Linked DNA regions of Mus musculus: region 1 is linked to region 2. A link is a contact called in public HiChIP or PLAC-seq data. All regions are on one chromosome and are shown on one strand. The core of a region is the stretch at or near the end of the contact, and the rest is flanking DNA. Distances in the headings are between cores, read along the strand shown.

The links. HiChIP or PLAC-seq counts read pairs in DNA pulled down with a chosen protein or histone mark.
Region 1: an H3K4me3 HiChIP or PLAC-seq map of forebrain shows a contact between it and region 2, with 6 times the contacts expected there. The contact joins the enhancer-like site here to the promoter of Spin1 in region 2. A contact is called at or near these places in 4 of 39 promoter capture datasets (the 3T3-L1 cell line, cranial neural crest, hippocampal neurons and 1 more) and 6 of 115 datasets of contacts at active chromatin or transcription factors (T-cell acute lymphoblastic leukemia, acute myeloid leukemia, astrocytes and 3 more).

Annotation. Positions count from the first base shown.
Region 1 is chr13:51,592,226-51,597,035 of GRCm38.p6, reverse strand. No RefSeq gene overlaps it. Among named protein-coding and RNA genes, the nearest start is that of Shc3, 25 kb to the right of the region's middle. Within about 2 kb of position 2,120, at least 74 of the 459 cell types and tissues checked have an H3K27ac peak or open chromatin away from gene starts, as enhancers often do. A contact at or near this core is called in craniofacial prominence, forebrain and hippocampal neurons, where this site is marked.
Region 2 is chr13:51,099,204-51,103,895 of GRCm38.p6, reverse strand. It overlaps Spin1 (spindlin 1), which reads right to left and starts at 3,016. Exons shown (of 6, transcript NM_146043.4): 1 at 2,906-3,016. It overlaps 9430083A17Rik (RIKEN cDNA 9430083A17 gene), which reads left to right and starts at 3,169. Exons shown (of 1, transcript NR_029463.1): 1 at 3,169-4,692.

The sequences.
Region 1 (4,810 bases), core at 871-3,370, 490 kb before region 2:
GAGCAGGTATAGAGGGCGTGTGGGTGGGCCACTAGAGGGATCCTGGAGAGCACTGAGGTGCAAGCTGTTTGCAGGAGGCCTTTGGCAACGTCAAAGAGGAAGTCAGGGGGAATCTGTAGTCTAGCAGATCTTTACATGGCATCTTCCTTGGAAACTAGTGCCTCAATACAGGTTTAGAGAGAGGGCATCTGTTCTACATCATAGATTTCAAGAGCCAGGGAGTAGAGTCATACCCTGGTCTAGTGAAGGCTGATTCAGGAGTTCAGAGCAAGGAGCAGGATTAAGACTGACAAGCCAACCCACTGGAAACGGAATCTTCCCAAGTGTTCTACATTCTCAGTTGCATACTACTTATTCCTAAAGCCACAAGAATGAGTCCGTTTTCTGTGGCCGTAACGAAATACCAGAGTACCTTATAAAGAGGTTTATTTACCTTCCAGTGTCCTAACCACTGGCCTTTCACATCCTGTGGAGACGGTGAAGGAATATCGGCTAGGCCACCAACTCTCAACACTCCCACACTGAGGGTCAGGTTTCTAACGGATAACATAGTAGGACAAAACCATCCAAGTTTGACAAGCACATCCTTCTGGGAAAGCCAGCTGTGTCTTGAATTAAGATGAAAAGACTGAGGCTGGTAATGGTGTGGACAGAAACGGGGAACGGGGCAGGGATTGACTTTAGGGAAGATGTCCTCTCTCCCTCACCCTCCTGGCTTGTCTCTATCCCTCCAGGATCTAATTTTTAACTTTGGGATACTCAGAATAGTAAAAGAAAAAAAAGAAAGCTTTTTTGAAAGCTGTGCTCTTGTCTGTGTAGGTATTTGTGTATCAGGTACCTAATGTGGCTAAAATGAACAACTGTGGTCAGACTTCAGGAGGTTGCAGAAGGTCAGAAGTTCAAGGCCAGCCTTGGTTACTCAGTTAAATCGGAGGCTAACCTGGGCTGAGACTCTGCCTTACCACCACTACCTCATCCTCTTGAAAACAACAACAACAACAACAACAACAACAACAACAACAACAACAACAGCCAACTCAATCAAACCATGAGCAGCGAAAGAAACTCGTGGTTGTAGAGTTTACTGGAACAATATTGGAATATTTCGATCTCGCCGCCTCAGGGGCTCACGGAACTGGAACTTCTGTAGACTGGGATTTGAAGGAGCTGAGGAATAGGTGTGTTTGGTGCTTGGACTTGTGTGGGATCCAGAGCAGAACATTAGTTGATGGAGACAAGTCTGGTTCTTGAAACTCACTGGTCACGATAGCCTCTCTCTTTACTCTGGGGATAGGCACTCTTCTAGGTAGTGAGAGGGTGTGTTGTGGGAGTTTTACTCTGGTAACCGCAGTTTGCTTAATGCCCATTTGAGTAAACGAGCCAGACATAATGTGGGCTGTTGAAAGGGGCGTGGGCGGGTCCGCCCTCAATCATGGGTGCGCAGGGATGCGTAGCCTATCCTCATCTTTCCAACTGAAGAAGTCCTCTTGTCTTCTTGAGTGAGTGAGGGTGATGGAGAACGGGTGCTGCCGGGCATTTTAATGGCTGAATAGGGGACTTGCTGGGTTGGCCTGAGAGGATCCTCTGTGGAGAGGCTCTGGGCGTTTCCCTGTGCCATAGTTTTTTTTTTTTTTTTTTTTTTTTTAAGTTATACTCTTGCCCCTCCTCCCAGTTTCACCATTGCTCTGTGGCATCAGTAGCGTTTCCTTTCCTGTTTGGAACCGTGAACCTCATAGGCGTTACTAGGAGCGTTTCCAGGGGCTCCAGGGATTTTATGCGTTGGGACAGGAAGCACACTGCCTCTGTCTCTTAGGTTGGGACTCTTGATCTGCCGCCATCGTCTGCACGCAGCACCCACACCCCTACAGCAGCCACGCACCAGCAGCAGCCTCGTGAGCCAGCAACACCCACGCCCCTACAGCAGCCACGCGCCAGCAACACCCACGTGCACCTGCAGCACCCACGTATCCCCCACCCCCACGTCACCCACGCAACCCTACTTCACCCACGCACTGGCAGCACCCACATGCGCCTGCCTCACCCACCTACGTGCGCCCAGCCTTGCCTCTGCCGCGCCCGCAAAGTGCGCAAGGGAGGATGCCACAGTCCGCCAGAGTTAGGAGGCGGAGGTTTAGCAGCGTTTCTAGGATAACCGGTCAAACCACCGAGAGGAGGGGTGTTGGTGGTACAGAGGGAGGGTCTCAGGAAGTGGAGACGCTGGGAGCCCAGGCGCTTATCCTACTTAATTTCAAAAGAATTTTAGGCTCCTGCGGAAGAGAACTTGGAGGGTGGGGCTGAAGCGATCCAGAGTTGGCCCCGGTGGAGAGCCTCACCACGCTAGGATTTAAAGCAGGCGAGGCGAAGAAGCAAATAGACCCATCCGAACCGAGAAAGCCCAGTGTAGAAAATAAGACTGAACAACAATCCTTGATTTTAGCATACGGAAGCCACAGCGCTGCTATTATCAGGAAAGAAGAGTCCAAACGGCTTGAGACAATTTAAACTGTTTTGCATTCTCAAGTTTATTATTCCTTCTTTCTTTTTGTGAGGTGGCTGGTGAAACCCCTTTCAACGATTTAAAAATAGATTGGTGTTCAGAATGTATTTTAAAATGTCTGCCTAATGTAAACAGTGTTAGAATTTAGTACTATAAATAGCTTTTGAATTATTTATACCTCAAAAAAAATTTTTTTCATTGTAATCCTGAGGTTAGCCCGTTAGTTTGGATAAGAAGAAATGAAAATAAAACACAACTATTTCTACTTGAAATTGGATATGAAATCACAGTATTAAAAACCAAACAATATATTAAGAGGTGAGGTTTATCTGTGTGTTACAATATCAACCTGCCAGGGAGGTCACAGGTTCTAGGGAGGAACAAACGTGTTGTCAAACTGACCATACATTAGTACCATTCTCAGCTGTGACCAAAGACACTTCTCTCTTCAGCGTTCAGCACTCACTGAAGAGATAGATTCACAGCTAGAACAAGTGACTGTTGAGCTGTCAGTCCTAAGTGGGACATCTGTACCACCTCCAGGACAGGCTCATGGGAAATCTGGGAAGAGGGGTTAGAAAGAATAAAAGAAATGAAGGATAAAGACGAAAGCTATACAATTCTGTATCTGCATGTGACAGGGCCGTCTGAACCCAGGAATTCCCAGCGGCTATGGGAGTTATGGGATTAGTCATCATCACAGCAGGCAGCGTTGACTGGACTCAGTGGGACATACATGTACACACACACACACACACACACACACACAAACACACACATAATACACACATGCACACACACACACACACACACACACATAATACACACATGCACACACACATACATGCACATAAACACACACACACGCACACACACACACACACACACACACACATAATACACACATGCACACACACATACATGCACATAAACACACACACACACACACATACACACACACACACACACACATACATGCACATAAACACATACACACACGCACGCACGCACATATGCATACACACATACAAATACACACACATGCACACACATATACATACACACATACACACACATGCACACACATACACACACATACACACACATGTGTACACACACACACACACACACACACACACACACACACACCATGAAAGTTTTAGAGTACCTGAGGGAGTAGAAGGTAGGTAGATGAGATCAAGACACATTGTTTACATGTATAAAGTTGTTAACAAATAAAAATATTAATAACAAATGTGAGGCTTAATCCATGTGTTTCTCTTCTTTAGCCTGTTGATATGGTGGTAGGTTAAGTTGCTTTTCAGATACTGACCCTGCCTGACATTCCTGTAATAAGTTTCACTAGATCATATTATACAGTTCTTTTCACACATTGCTGGATCCTGTTGAAGTTAAGTCCTGCTTCTTCCTCCCAGCCTCATGCTCCCAGAAATAAGACTCAGACCCAAAATATATTTAGAAATCCCTGGCCATATAGCTAGGCTCTTTTCTGACTAGAATCATAACTTAAGATAACGTATTCATTTTCACCTACATTTTGCCACATGGCTGGTTACCTGTGTTCAGGTACCACGCATCTTCCTGGCAAATCCCCACCTGGCTTTCTCCCAGAGTCCTTTCTCCTTCCAGACATCCCACCCCCACTTCTTGTCTAAGCCATAGGCTTTTTAATTGACAGATGATGCATTCATACAACAGACAAGATATTCTCTCCATAGGCTCCAACAGAATATTTTATGGGCTGTTTATAAGATAAGAGAAGTTGGGTGATGTTTCCTGTACTGCTTTTGTCTAGTTTTGATCTCAGGACAATAGAATTAGAAACCGTTTCACCCTCTTCGGTTTTCTGGATGAATCAGTGAAGCATGAATGCTGATTTAGTGAGTGATTTTGCTTCAGTGAAAGCTTGTTTGGTGAGTTCCTTTCTGCAAGCTTCTTAACTATCAATGCAAACTCCAATGACTGTAGATTCATCAATAATACTTGTCATGTTACCTCTGTTCACAGTTTGAGGGTTTGAGGAATTGTTATATTTTATCTAAATCACTGTGTATGTAAATTGAAAATTGTTCATAACACAACTTGTTTGTTTGTTTGTTTGTTTGTTTGTTTGTTTGAGACAGGGTTTCTCTGTATAGCCCTGGCTGTCCTGGAACTCATTCATATCTGCCTCTTAATGGGTGGGCAGTCTGTTGAGAGAGCCTCTGCCGAATGCCGTGCTGATAATTTGGGTTTTCTGTTTTAACTTTGTCATTGACTAGAGATATACCAATTTGAGTGGTTGGGTTTGTT
Region 2 (4,692 bases), core at 1,767-4,266:
CTAATGTGCATGCAGATATCATTTCCAACCTCCAAATTCTCCACTATAGGTCTGTGTTGCTTGAAACTTTCATCCACCTGCCTCCTCCATCCCTCAGTATTGGGATTACAGGTGTGTGCCATGCCTGGCTCCCTTCATGTTTTTTCTAACACAGTAGGAAAAAAAAGTGCTGCAAATAAGTCAGTCCAAACCGTGTTAGCTGCCCCAAAGATCAAACTCTACAAAAAAGTTTTTCCAGGACACTAACTCTTACAAATGGTTTAAGGGTGAAATTTTGGACCACCCACAAAACAAAGCAGCACACACAAATCACATCAACCCCACATTACCATTCTCTAGTGGGAGGACACAGCTGAGAGACATCGTAAGGACACAGTCAGAAAAAGTCCAGAAGCCATGGTCTTCCAGCTCAGAGATCAAAACGGAGTCACTCCTATGGAAGCTATCCAAACTGAAACTAAGTTGTTATCTGACCTTCAGAAAAATCAAAGACAACCACATTTCCCCAACAGGCCAGTTCAATCCACAGGACAAGAGTCCCTCAGTGAGGTGCTCTCACTCAGTTTTGATCCTCGGCGAACGCCATCCAGAAGTGACTGGATGTGGAACTAGCTGTTTTCCTATGGGATTTTCCCGGCTTCCACTTTTCGAGGGAAGCAACGTTCAGGCCACAGCTCCCTTTCATCCTTTGTCTTCAGCCCTCTACTGCCCCATAAAAGGAAGTCCCAGGCTCACTAAGAGCAGTATTTTTCAGAGTTCCCAAAATGAAAATGTGAAATGTGATCCTAAGGAGAGAAGAAGAGGGCACCTCATCCCTCAGAATGACAGACCGGCAGGGCCTCAGGCACAGGGCTGGCCGAGCATACCGCCTCAGACTGCTGTTTGCTCTGGAGCTGGCAATTAAAGACACTACCTAAACAGCCACCCAGCCTCTATCCACAGATTGGGGGCACATGCTGGGGGTGTATCCACAACATGAAAGAAATGCCTTCATTCCCTAAAACAACCTATTCTATTTAAGGAACGTTTACATGGTAGGTAGTTTGTTGTACTAGGAGGCAAAACCTGGAGTCCAACATGTATGTGCAGGACAACTGCTCTACCACAGACTTCTGACTTTTTGAAACAGGACCTTAAATTATACAAGCTGTCCTTAAACTTCCAACCCTCCTCAACAACTAGGGTTACAATCCTGTTACTAGGCCTGGTGAAGGGTGACCACCCTATCCTATGTAAGAGATGGGCAGCATCAGAGCTTAGCTATCCCAGAAAGGCTTAAAGCACCTCCTTTGAACACTAAAGTGGGCTTGACTAGAGAAATTCCATAGTGAAAATCTATTTTTAAAAAACCTTAAGCATGGCTCAGCGGTTAAGAGCACTCACTGGCTGTTCTTCCAAAGGACCCGTGTTTGATTCCCAGCACTCCCATTGTCTAACTCCAGTCCCGGGAGTTCAGAGCCCTCTTCTGGACTCCTTGAGCACCAGACACACATGTGGTACACAGACAAATATGCAGACAAAACATCCACACACATATATTTCAAAAATCCTAAGTATAAAAAGACAGCCCCTCACTCGATTGTACTCCAGGCGGAAAAAGGAGAGTGGCGCAAGGCCAGTCTAGAGTACAGGAGACCTCATACAAATTCACTTAGACTGAAAGCCTTTTGCTTGATCCATTTCTTAGGCATGTCAAAGTAGGATTTTAAAGCTAATTTCGTTTTACTTATTGAGAGAAACACTACACGTTTTTATAAACATAGCAGGCTACGTTAATACACAATTACCAAATCTGATAACGGACATCCTGTAAATCGTGTTCACCCATTAACTAATACTGAAGGGGTTAAAAAGGCTAAAGATGTGCCTCTTCTATCTTTCCAAAATTTCACCACCTCAGAAGTGCGCTCAGGATGTATAGGTAAAAAAACGTCTAAGATCCGGTTTCATTTTCACTCTCTAACAAAAGCTATGCAGAAGGCAATTACTCTCCATCAATCCTTTCAGGCTGCAGCTTCTTCCAGAAAATTCCAAGGAAAGTTAGTGAGGCATTCGCATTTCGATACGGATACCATCTTTCTCGCTAGTCACACTAAAATCCTTTACAACACTTGAACGAATCTTGTATTGCTTTTGGATGTACACGATAAATAAACAAGCCTTTAAACCAGAAGTAAGACTGCACGCGCGCGCGCACACACACACACACACACAGAGAGAAAAATCCTTACAAAACCCGAAACCCAATTCATAGACCATCGAAACCAAATCAATATAAAAACAATTGCGTAAACAAACTTTGAGATGCGCAGGCAACGTCGTGGATGACTGAAGCCATTTCTCAACCCGACACCCCCCGCCTCCCGGAAAGGCCCAGAACGCACCATCCGTGCAGGAAGCCGCCAGGGACCGCGACCCCCGGCGCTGCGCAGTATCCGCACCGCACATCTATCGGGCGCATTCGGGGAGGCAAACCCAAGGTCACGCAGGCCCGCGCCCCGAGCCCCCCAGGCAGGGCGTCACCGGGATGACCCGTCGCGGGGGTCCCGCCACGCCCCTCCCCCGCCCGGTTACGCAATGCCCCCGCCCCCGCCCCCCGCCCGGCACGGAACAAAGCGCGCGGGAAGCGGCCGCGGGGCTGGGGCAGGGACCCCGCGAGCGCCATGTTGGCGGGGGCGGCGGGGACCGGGCGGGGGCGACGAACAAAGGAACTCGCGCACGCCCCGGCCCCAGCCCGCCGCGCCCCGGCCCCACCGAGCCCGGCCGGCAGGGGGCGCTGAGGGGCGCCGCCCGCGGACAATGCGCCCGGGGCCCCGCGGGCTATGCTCACCTGGGTCCGCGCGCCGTGAGAGGCCCACTCGCTTCCCCCCTCACGGCCCTGCAGCCAGCCCCACGCGCGTCTCACCTGTCGGCCACCGAGGCTGCCCACGGGGCCGCCGTGGTTCGCTCGTGCTCCCCGCCGGCCCAGCCCGAGCCAGACGGCGCCTCCCCACCCCCGCTCCTCGCCGCGGCCGCCGCCCGCCCCCCGGCCGCCACGGCGCACGCGCACTGCGCCCGCCGAACTGCGACGGCCGCGCCGCCCCGGCGCCCGGCGCCGCCGGACGCACTGCGCAGGCGCGGGTGGGAGGCGGGCCCTGGCGGCGGGGGCGGGGCCTGGCGCTGCTCACCTGGAGGGTGGGGCGCGCACCCGGAGCGGCGAGGTACACGCTGGGGAGCCGCGGGCCTGGCGTAGAGCCGGCCTCTCTTACAAGCGGAGCAGGGTCGGGAAGACGAACGGAGAGTAGCGGGCGTTGGTATTTACTCTTGCACGGGAGGACGGCTTCCAGGAGCTATCCTGACTCTTTGTCCTGGGACCTTACGTCTGCTGTCTCGGGTAGCTGCCTGGCTAGCTGCGGAGATGCAGGAGGCTAGGTCACATGACCGTGCGCCGCGCAGGTGCACTTTCCTGCGGAGCAGCAGCTTTGGACTGCAGGACGCGAGCCCTTTAAAAATATGGATAGGCTCCCCCATGCTCCCTTGAAGACACACCGCCTTGCTGTACGCCGCACTGCGCAGTGGCTGAGGAACTAGGCTCAGCTTGCAAAGCTCAGGGCCTCCTGCGAACACCTGCTGAGGGTGGCTGCTGCAAACACCTAGCCTTGGCCTAGCTGCAGCCGCTGCTCTAGAAGTCACCCCGGGCTCCTCGCGAGGCTGCAAGCCAAGACTTCCCACGATCGCACGAGAATCCGTGCGACTCTGGTTCCAGTTAAGATCGCCTATTGAGGATCTGTTTGGCTGTGGGCAAGGAAAGAGAGAAAAAGAAAACGTCCGGGATGGTTTGGTTTGAGGGGAAGTGAAATACGGGACCTGAAGCTTCGTCTGGGTCTCCTTCCCTCCTTTAACCCAGTGTCTGGATCCAGGCGGTCACCGACCTGGTTCCTCGAGTGCTGTAGCACTGCCGCATTGTAATAAGCCTCCTGCCAGAGTGTTGCCAGGTCGAATTACAAGACGTTATTGGAAAGCCCTTTGCGCACTCCAAACCTGCAGCACGGCTCTTAGTTCGCTGTGCTCTTTGGGATTCCATTGGCACTTTTTTTTTTTTTTTCAAAATAAGATTGATATGTGCCTGCTCAAATTAAAATGCTTGTCTCAGATGACATTCTTGGCAGGAGCAACGTAGTCACAGACCGAAGAGAGGGCTAATTTCAGTAGAGATGCAGCCAGCCTGGAGATCACTGAGAGAAGATTAGCTTTTGTTGTGTTTAATGTTTGATCGTGGAGGCTGACAGGAACAAGGAAGGGTGTGATAGGGAAGGAGGCTGGAGTGACAGTATGGAACACTTCCGTTTCCTTGGTGACACGCCTGGTTTTTTTTGGTTTGTTTTTTTTTTTCTGTTCTCTAGAGGAACAGAACTTACAAAATGAATATATACATATGGAAAGAGTATGTATTAGAATACCTCACAGGCTTTGATCAAGTTAGTCCAGCAATGGCTGTCTACCCACAGAAGGTCCAGGAATTCAGTAGTTGTTCAGTACTGAAAGCTGAATGTCTCATCTGGTCTTCAGCATACGCTGGAATCTCAAGCAGGCTATAATGTGAGTGAAGGAATGGACTTGCTAGTGAGACAGCAAAGAGCAAAAACTTCCTTATTCCGTGTCCTTTAAATAAGCTGCCAACAAGTGTGCCCCAGATTAAAGGTATGTCTTCCT